2 separate regions of the Mus musculus genome follow, and region 1 is linked to region 2. Evidence: chromatin contacts called from public Hi-C data. All regions are on one chromosome and are shown on one strand. Each heading gives the region's core, a stretch centred on a gene start, on an enhancer-like site or on the middle of the called end of the contact. The rest is flanking DNA. Distances are from core to core; before and after follow the strand shown.

Region 1 (4,603 bases), core at 2,010-4,509, 760 kb after region 2:
TATATATGAAACGTTAATGAATTCTTTAGATTTTACTCATCACAAAATATGTGTGTACATATATATATGTGTGTGTGTGTGAATATGTGTACATGCATGTATATGTTTGCATATATATTCATATGTGTATATAGATACACATATATATGTACACACATATCAAATATATGTGTATATACGTATATATATATATATATACATACATACATATACACACACATACACACATGCATACACAATGCTACTTCAAAATTTGAAAACTCTAAAACTGCAAACATTTTGGTTCCCAAGCATTTCAGATAAGGAATCCTCAACCAGTATTTATTGTCCCATTTAATGGGTATAACAACTGAGGTTCACCAGAATTAAGCAAGCTGATCAAGATCGCATACCATCTAAGTGTAGGTCTGGGATTCCGGCCCATCCTGGGAATCAGGTCTGGCTGGTAATAAGCCTTGGTTTTTCCCCACAGGGCCAGACCTGTAGTAGAATTGTCCTTGATCTTTATTCCTTTTGTTAGAAGTTAATTTATTTAGGGTATTTCATAACCAAGAGTACCTAGAATTATAGATATTGCTAGTATAAAACCGAAACTAATGTAATTTTTAATTTAGTAAAATAAACTTTAAAATGATAGAAAGAAGTTGAATTTTACATTCTAAATCATTCTAAATGGTAAGAAATTTAACTGGGCTGAACCATAGAAAAGTGCTGTATTGGTAGCTTACAACAGCCAGAAAGGGTCAGTGCAAGTGTCTTGGGGATAGGAGAAGCCTAATTCTAGCTGAGAGGCCACATCTTTCCCGCCCTAGGGGCTCATAGCCTTAGTGTACCTGAGCAGAAGCTGTTGCTGCTAATCGTCCTTGCTGAGCGTCCAGAGCTGCTGGGGTTGAACTCTCTACTTTCTTCCTCCGAAAAGGGAGACTCGGAGGCTGGGGAAACCTTGTTCTGCTGCTGTTGCTGCTGCTGAGGCCGATGGGGCCGCAGAATCAACCGGGGAATCCGGCTCCTGGAAATCTCTTTCTCCTGATGCTGCACTCTCTGCTCCTTCTCCAAATTGGAAAGCCAAAAGAAAACAATCATTTTCTCTCTGCCCTTGTAAGCCTCAGTTTCTGAGAGATCATATCTCTGAGCACTGAGCCCTCTCTGAACAGTCCAGCAGTCTGTGACTATGTTTGAACTAAGCTCCCTTTTGAGCCTGTAAATATCACCAGTGCAAGTCTACAGGACACACACACACACACACACACACACACACCACCCATCACCATAAATGCCATCCCACATCTCCAAGCCATTCCTGGCTTACATCCTCACTCTATCTTTCAATCGAATTCTAGCTCAAGCTCCAAGGCTCTCACAGTGCACCTATGCTTATTGGTTTATCTTTTCCTTTAGACTCTTGTGTGTTATTCCCGAATTAACTGACAATTTCACCTCTGTTTTTCTGTCTCCTCACACACTAGACCTGTATGCCGAGAACAATTCTTTTCAAATGGATCACACACACTTATTTTTAAAATCCCTCCTCTTCCGGACAGCCTCTTAATTATTCATTAATATCCTGGTACACAAGACTTGCTGCCAACAGAAAAGCAAACACATCTAATCCCCAGGAAAATGGCTCCACCTTTTACATCACATCTAGCTTTTTCTTTTCCAAAAGGACAACCAGGAGAAGAAAAGTTTCTCCATTTAGAAATCCATTTTTAAGACCCTGCCACACTTTGGTTTTTAAAAAATGCCTAAGAACTATATTTTGACAATGTTTTCAATGTAAAAGTCCCTTTCCTTGACATCAAAAATGGCTCAGTAGGTAAAGGTGCTTCTAGCCCAGCTAGCCCACCTGAGTTCAATCCCTGGGACACACAAGGTAGAAGAAGAGGACTCCTATAAGTTTTTCTCTGACATCCACACATGCCATGGCACCCACAATACCCCTCCCCACACAACTAAATAACAATTATAAAAAACAAGTTTTGTCTCCACCATTAGCTCATTTAATGGATCTTTATACCCCAATCTGCAACAAACACTTATTCAAGTACTTCTGTACAGATGAAGAAACCGAGGTTCAAAGACTCGAAGGCTAAACATCATCTAGAAGAGAGGATTTCAGACAGAGTATTTTTGGGGTCACCACTACTTGGCAGTGTTAAGCCAGATTCCCAGGAAGAGCTTTTTTATTTTTATTTTTTATTTTATATTTTGCAAAAATTCCACAGTTCCTTCCGACCTCTGTAACTGAAAGAGGGCTTTGGCTAAAATAGCAAATGCCATTTCCCAACATGACCTCCTACTTATTTCCTAAGCTTACCAGGAAGGGTCAAGGCCAAAATGAACACCTCTGAGAAGCCTCCACAGGAAAAACCCTTTGCAGCCTGGAATTTGGCTCAGGCATCTGTGCCATCCTCTCCGTGTAAGCCACACCCAGCCTCTGGATCTGTCTAGCCCATCAGTCACCCAGCAGGTATCCCACGCCAGTCACTCTGCTTGGCACACTGCAGACTCATGAGCTGGGTCACTGTCACGCTGCAGTCTTTATTTCTCAGTCACAAATACACCAAATGCCTTTTACATATTACACACTCAAGCAAACACATGACACCAGCTAAAAGCTTCACCTCAAGCCACAGCTTCAGGAGCTAGGATTAACCCTCTAAAGTCAATCTTTTAAATCATATTAATCCCCCAAATCTCTTCCTGTAGTGCCACCTCCCCATCTGCCACATCCCATCGGAATACCTCTGCTTCTCTGCTCTACTCAGCACCACTCATTGCTTGGACCCTGAACGCCAGCGTCCACCTCTCACCTGGCCCTCTCCTAGGCAAGCTGTGCCCACCCTGCCTTTTACTGAAGCACCCTCTGACCCTGTCACGGAGCTTGTCCCCTTACCTTGCTCTCTCGGAGGGGCCCCATTTCGCTGCTGCCTGCCGGCTCCCCACGCCGCCGCTGCCGCCGCCGCCGCCGTCCAGGAGGAGGCACCTGTGAGCACCGAGCAAGGGAGGAGACAGCACTGAGTCCGAGGCTGCGTGCGGCAGCAGCAGCGGGCTCGCCGCGTCCCCGCCAGCGGTCGCGCTCGGCTCCGAGGGCGCGCCCGCCGCCCCGCCCCGCCGGGCACGTGGTGCCACCTTCCGTGGCGGCTCCGGAGGCGCCTCCTGGTCGCCGCCTTCACCTGCGGCCCGGAACAGCTGCCTAGCACCTCGGAGCGCAGCACCCACCAGGTCACTCGCCACGTCCCGCTTTCAGCGCCCCTCCCTTCCAAGGCCCGACCCACTGCGGGCAGGCGGAGGCTTATTTGCAGTACTGCCAGCCCAGAGGTGTCCACTGGTCCAGGATTGGCAGGGGGTGAAAATCCAATGGAGAGGCTGAGAAAGCTGCGACATCAGACGGCCAAGATGGAAAAAGAGGGAAAGTCACCCTCCCCACTCGCTGTCCCCCTGTAACCTCTAGGTTTTAAGTAAACATATGATTCTCTACAATGACTTCGCCTGAGGGTGGTTGTGTGGTGGGGTCTTCTGGTCCACCTGAAACCCAGCTAAGCCTATGCTACAGTATTGATACAGCACTTAGGTTACAGGACCTTCAAGACTGCGGTTCTCCTTGGAGGGGTTTGCATCAGAAGGCCTAATGTGGCAGGGAAACACAGCTGACACCAGGAGGCAGGAGCCTGAGACACAGCACGCAGACTCATTCCCAGTTCTCTAACTGCTGCCTGACTACAAGTAAAGGAGACCCTGGAATTCCTGTGTGTAGAGGAAACAGCACACAGGTTCTTTCAAGCTGAGACTCTTCTTCAAGTTGGCCCTTGTTAACAGGAGGGACAATAATACCCACCTGAAGGACAGCTGGGAGGGATAAGTGACGACAAGAAAACAACTCTATCCTATTGACAAAGCAAAACCTTCCAATGAGCGGCTAGGTCAGATCCAGCTGGTCCAGTATCTGCAGATATTATTTTTACAGGACAGGCAGAAAAAGGCACTTGTGATGCTTTAAAAAGCTCATGCTTAATAAGCTCAAAATGTCTCTGAGAACAGAATGACTGACAGTCTTGCTGGGCTATGCTCAAATCCTATTTGGTGATTGGCTTTCAACATTTATGACTTACACAGCCTTCACTCAGGTAGAGAATATTCTAGGTAGCAGTGTGAGCAGTGATCAGTCTCATTCTGACACCTGGGGTCTTACGTTTGAGGATTGTGATTATAGGTAATGTAGCTCAAATTCCACTGTCCTGCTTGCTCTCCTCTGAATACCAACTCCGAAAACCAGGAATGCACTGAGTTCAGAGAGATCCTAAAGTTAAAAGATTAGTGGAATCCACTTGTTTGCTTCCTAAAACCCCAAGAGATTATATTCCACTAATCCTTATCCCCTTTTGATCTACTTAACAGAGACATAATCTTGAGATTCTCTGGAGCAGAAGTGACTACTTCAACCTTTCTAAACCCATAACTCTCTTAACTGTGGACCTCACCAAGGTAGGCCTAAGAGGATTGATACAATTTACTATTTCTAAAACTATGTGCCCAGTGTTGTAAATTACAAGACAGGAATGAACTGTGGACTTCTGCATTCCCTGAGAACTGAAAACTGGTG
Region 2 (4,730 bases), core at 432-2,931:
TGGCCACATGATCACTCATCTCCCCATTTGTCCATGCGGCTGTGTCATCTTAAAGGATTTGGATAGCAGACATGCTGACTCTACCCTGATGAGAGACTCCAAGGTTGTCTCCATTGTAGCAGTTCTGCAAAGACATCTCACTGAGAAGAACCTGTTGTAAAGGTGTAGTGCCGCTTAATATTCTCTGTAAAGAATGATAGGAAGTTGATGCAATCCTAATAAAATCTAAAGTATAAGTAAAAGAGAAGAGCTAGACTTCTAAACACTGGGGTATCTGAGTCTTCCTAAGTTCACTCCTTAGAAGTGAAACAGAAGCTTCCAGTTGCACAGTAACCTGATGGTTAAGAAACAGAATATTCTTAATCACATACATAATTTTTATGAACATTTATTTTTATTATCAATTCTTAATAAGTTTATTTTGTGTTCATTCTACTTTGTATCACTTTTTTTGTATGTTATTTTTACTAAAATTATAGAAGATAGGCTGCCTGTGGCCCTTCCACACTCTCTTACACCAAACATAGACCCAATTTTCGGGATCACCAGTATTTCAAGAACAGAACACCAGCTGCAACTTTCCATCCCTGCTGTGCATGCCTCCTGTGGATCCCACAGATCATATCTCCCTATGCCCCTACCCTTCTCTTTTAGCCTCAAAGCTGTGATCCAGCCTCCAACTCCAGAGGACATGCCCTGCTCAACTATGAGCCTTGTCTGTCAGATCAGCCTTTCCCCATGAACACACCAGCCAATCAAGCAAATAAAACAGGTAACGCTCAACTAACACATTCTCTGAAAATCTATAGAGAAAACAGAAACCAAGGAAGAAAACTCTTACCCAACCAAGACAACCCAAAAGATCAGCACCTGTATCTATAATAAGCCCAACTGCAGATGCCTAGATGCCAGCATAAGAACACAATCAAAACAACCTGGGTAGTATGAGTCCACCAGAGCCCAACTGTCCTACCACAACAGATCCAAAATTTCAACAAAGGAAAAAAAAAAAAAAAAAAAAAACCTAACTAATCCCTCAACTAAAACTAGGAGAATATAAACAAACAATATCCCTTTAAAAAGCCAAGAAACAAACAAATAGTTGAAGGAAACAAATGTGGTTCAAGACCCTAAAAAAGAGCCGGGCATGGTGCCGCATGCCTTTAATCCTAGCACTTGGGAGGCAGATGCAGGCGAACTTCTGAGTTCGAGGCCAGTCTGGTCTACAGAGTGAGTTTCAGGACAGCTAGGGCTATACAGAGAAACCCTGTCTTGGAAAAACAAAACAAAATCCCAAAAAACAAAAACAAAAAACCCTAAAAGAGAAATAGAACCAATAAAGAAAACACAGACTGAGGCAATCCTGGAAATGAAGGGTCCCTGGTTTGCAGAAGAATTATACACCAGACTCAAATAGTATGCAAAAGCAAAGAGCAGGTTTTTTCTTCTGCAGAAATCCAGTGTGTGTGTGTGTGTGTGTGTGTGTGTGTGTGTGTGTGTGTCATTCCAAGATGGAGACAACCCAATGAGCTCTCAGGCCCAATTTAATGCACACATGGAAAATTCTGAAGTAGGTGATCTTTATCTTAATCTGTTGACTCTGACTTTGTCTCTAGGGACATTCCAGAACCATTACTGTGGCACAGGGGCTGGAATCTGTTGCTGGGGAAGTCTGGAAACTGTTGCTGACTGATTGTTCTTGCCTCAGGCCAGGTGGCAGTGAAGCTTCTGATGGTAGGGCAGTTTCTGATTACCTGCCTGAAGCCTGGGTTGGTTTTGTTTTTGTTTGTTTTGTTTTGTTTTGTTTTGTTTTGTTTTGTTTTGTTTTGTTTTGTTTTGTTTTGTTTTGTTTGAGTAAATGGCTTGCCTGGGGTTGGTTGGATTCTCCCAGTTCTTGGAAACTGAGATTCAGGCCTAGTCTCCTGAATTGACAATTTGAAGTTTGTCATGGAGTCAGCCTATCTCATTAGAAAATCTGGTGTATTACTGAAAGACCAAACCCAAGAATAATAGGAATAAAAGAAGGAGAAGAATCTTGGCGTAATTCTAACCAAGGAAGTGAGAGACTTGTATGATAAAAATCTTTTAAGTTTTTGAGGAAAGAAATTGAAGAAGATTTCAGAAGACAGAAATATCTCCCATGTTCATGAATGGGTAGGATTAACACAGTAAGAATGGCCAAAAGCAATCTACAGATTAATGCAATCATCAGCAAAATTCTAACACAACTTTATAGACTTTGAAAGGAAAATTATTAACTTCGTAGGAAAAACAAAAATTCCAGGAGAGGTAAAGAAATCCTGAAAAATAAAAAACCTTCTGGAGGTATCATCATCCTTGATTTCAAAGTTGGATTGCAAAGCTATAATAATAAGGTCTGCATGGTATTGGCATCAAAACAGACCATTAATTATTGGAATCCAAGTGAAGACACAGATATAAATCCTCCTATTTAGTTGCCTTATCCAGCCTGGATATAAGTGTTTTTTTTTCCCTTGCCTTATTGTATGTTGTTTTGTACTATTTGGCTGTTGTCTCTTTGAGGCCTGCTCTTTTCCGAATAGGAAATGGAATGGAAGTGGATATAGGGGAGAGGAGAGGTGGAAGATAGCATAGAAGTGGAGAGAAGAGAAACTGCTTGTGATATATTATGTGAGAGAATAATCTACTTTCTTTTCTAAATTATTTAAAGTTTTAATTAAAAAGAAGTATGAAGGGCTGGTGAGATGGCTCAGTGGGTAAGAGCACCCGACTGCTCTTCCGAAGGTCCAGAGTTCAAATCCCAGCAACCATATGGTGGCTCACAACCATCTGTAACAAGATCTGACTCCCTCTTCTTGTGTGTCTGAAAACAGCTACAATGTACTTACATATAATAATAAATAAATCTTAAAAAAAAAAGAAGTATGAAGAGGTTCACCTGTGATTAAAACCTTAAATTCTTTTAAGACATTTTAAAATATTTTTATTAATCTATTTATTTATTTATTTATTTATTTATTTATTTATTTATTCATTCATTCATTTTCCATCCTGATCAGGGCCCCCTTTCCTCCTCTCCCCCCAGTCTCACCCTTACAAATCCCTCCCCCATTACCTCCAAGCCCCACTTGGGTATCACCCTGCAATGGGACATCCAGTTGCAGTAGGACTAAGTGCATTCTTTCCCACTGAGGCACAACTAGGCAGTCTAGTCAGGGGAAAGGAATCCAATGGCAGGCAACAGAGTTAGAGATAGCCTCTGCTCCAATTGTTAGGTGAGCCACATGAAGACTAAACTATGCATCTGATACAAGTGTGTAGTGGCCCTATATCAAGCCCCTCATGCTCTTTGGTTGGTGGTTCATTCTCTGTAAGTCTCTATGGGCACAGGTTAGTTGACTCTGTAGGTTTTGGGATGTTCCTGATTCCTCCAGCTTACTCAGGTCTGTTCTCTACTCTTCTACAAGACTTCCTCAAGCACTGCCTGATCTTTGCCTGTGGGTTTCTGCATCTGTTTCTTTCTGCTATATAAAGACTCTCAGAAGACAGATATGCTAAACTCCTGTCTGTAAACATAACAGAGTATCATTAATAGTGTCAATGGTTGTCTCTTTTGCATGGGTTGGGTCTCAAGTTGGGCCAGTCATTGGTTGGCAGTTCACCAATTTTTGCTCAATCTTTATCTCTGTGAATCTTTTATAAGCAGGACCAATTTTGGCTTGAAGATTTTGTGGATGGGTTGATGTTCCCCTCTCTCTATTGGAATTCCTCCCTGGCTACAGGAGGGGGCAACTTCAGTCATCATACCCTATGCTGTTAGGTGTCTCAGCTAGGGTTACCCCCATAGACTCTCTGAAGCCTCCTCAACAATTTATTTTTTAATTAAAAGAAAAAGCTATAAAGGAAACTACTCATGCTATCTACTATTTTATAAATCTTATTCTTTATAACATATAAAATCCACTTCATTATATCTTAGTTTTATTTATTTTTTACTTTGTCCTGTATAAAAAAGAATCTTAAAATACTGAAGCTAGTCCTCTCCTTTATGTCTTTTAAAAAACACTTTCTATTCTCTTTGGCTGTACTTTATTTTAAACCTGAAATTTTTATTCATTTATGCTACTTACAGTTACTCACATCTTTCTTGAGTTATTTATCTTTGCTTTTCTGCATTCAGCCATTTCAAAGTGAGTTATTTTTGCTGGTACATGTCCTTTAGTGGTTCATTCAGTAAATGTGCATGAATAGTAAAACCTCTCAATCATAATGTATTTAAAAACAACTTTCTTTTACACTCATTTTGAATAATGAGGTTAAAGCACATAAACTGCTCTATAAAGTGATTTGACTCCAAGTTTTAAAATAGCCCATTTGCTATAAGACATAATGAAAAATTAAATTGCCTTTAGACTTTAATACAAATTAGCAGTAAATAAAAGGCATATATCAATGCCATGATGCTTAATTCAAGATAAGTATAAAGGCTAGAGAAGGCCCTACATTTGGTTGTGTTATGCATAAATTACCAAATAAAAATGAAATGCAGTGATCATGCCTTGCTGCATTATATTCTTGTAGCTAAAGATTAACATATGGTCATGAAAAATGAAAACATTATACCATGTTATATTACCAACAAGACTTTAATCTATGCCTAGATTTTCCAGTGGTTACCGATATACCTGATATATTGTTTTTCTCACTTAAACATATATCCTGTCAACACATAAACAGTAAGCTTAAAT

Evidence for each region. A called contact is a pair of places that touch in the nucleus more often than the background predicts.
Region 1: a contact with region 2 is called in a Hi-C map of the N1E-115 cell line, with 4 times the contacts expected there. The contact joins the promoter of Sybu here to the enhancer-like site in region 2. A contact is called at or near these places in 1 of 39 promoter capture datasets (embryonic stem cells), 1 of 484 Hi-C or Micro-C datasets (the N1E-115 cell line) and 2 of 115 datasets of contacts at active chromatin or transcription factors (astrocytes and embryonic stem cells).

Annotation. Positions count from the first base shown.
Region 1 is chr15:44,745,413-44,750,015 of GRCm38.p6, forward strand. It overlaps Sybu (syntabulin (syntaxin-interacting)), which reads right to left and starts at 3,260. Exons shown (of 7, transcript NM_001285840.1): 1 at 2,897-3,260; 2 at 834-1,050. The coding sequence starts at 2,920.
Region 2 is chr15:43,983,575-43,988,304 of GRCm38.p6, forward strand. No RefSeq gene overlaps it. Among named protein-coding and RNA genes, the nearest start is that of Tmem74, 120 kb to the left of the region's middle. Within about 2 kb of position 1,682, at least 3 of the 459 cell types and tissues checked have an H3K27ac peak or open chromatin away from gene starts, as enhancers often do. A contact at or near this core is called in the N1E-115 cell line, where this site is marked.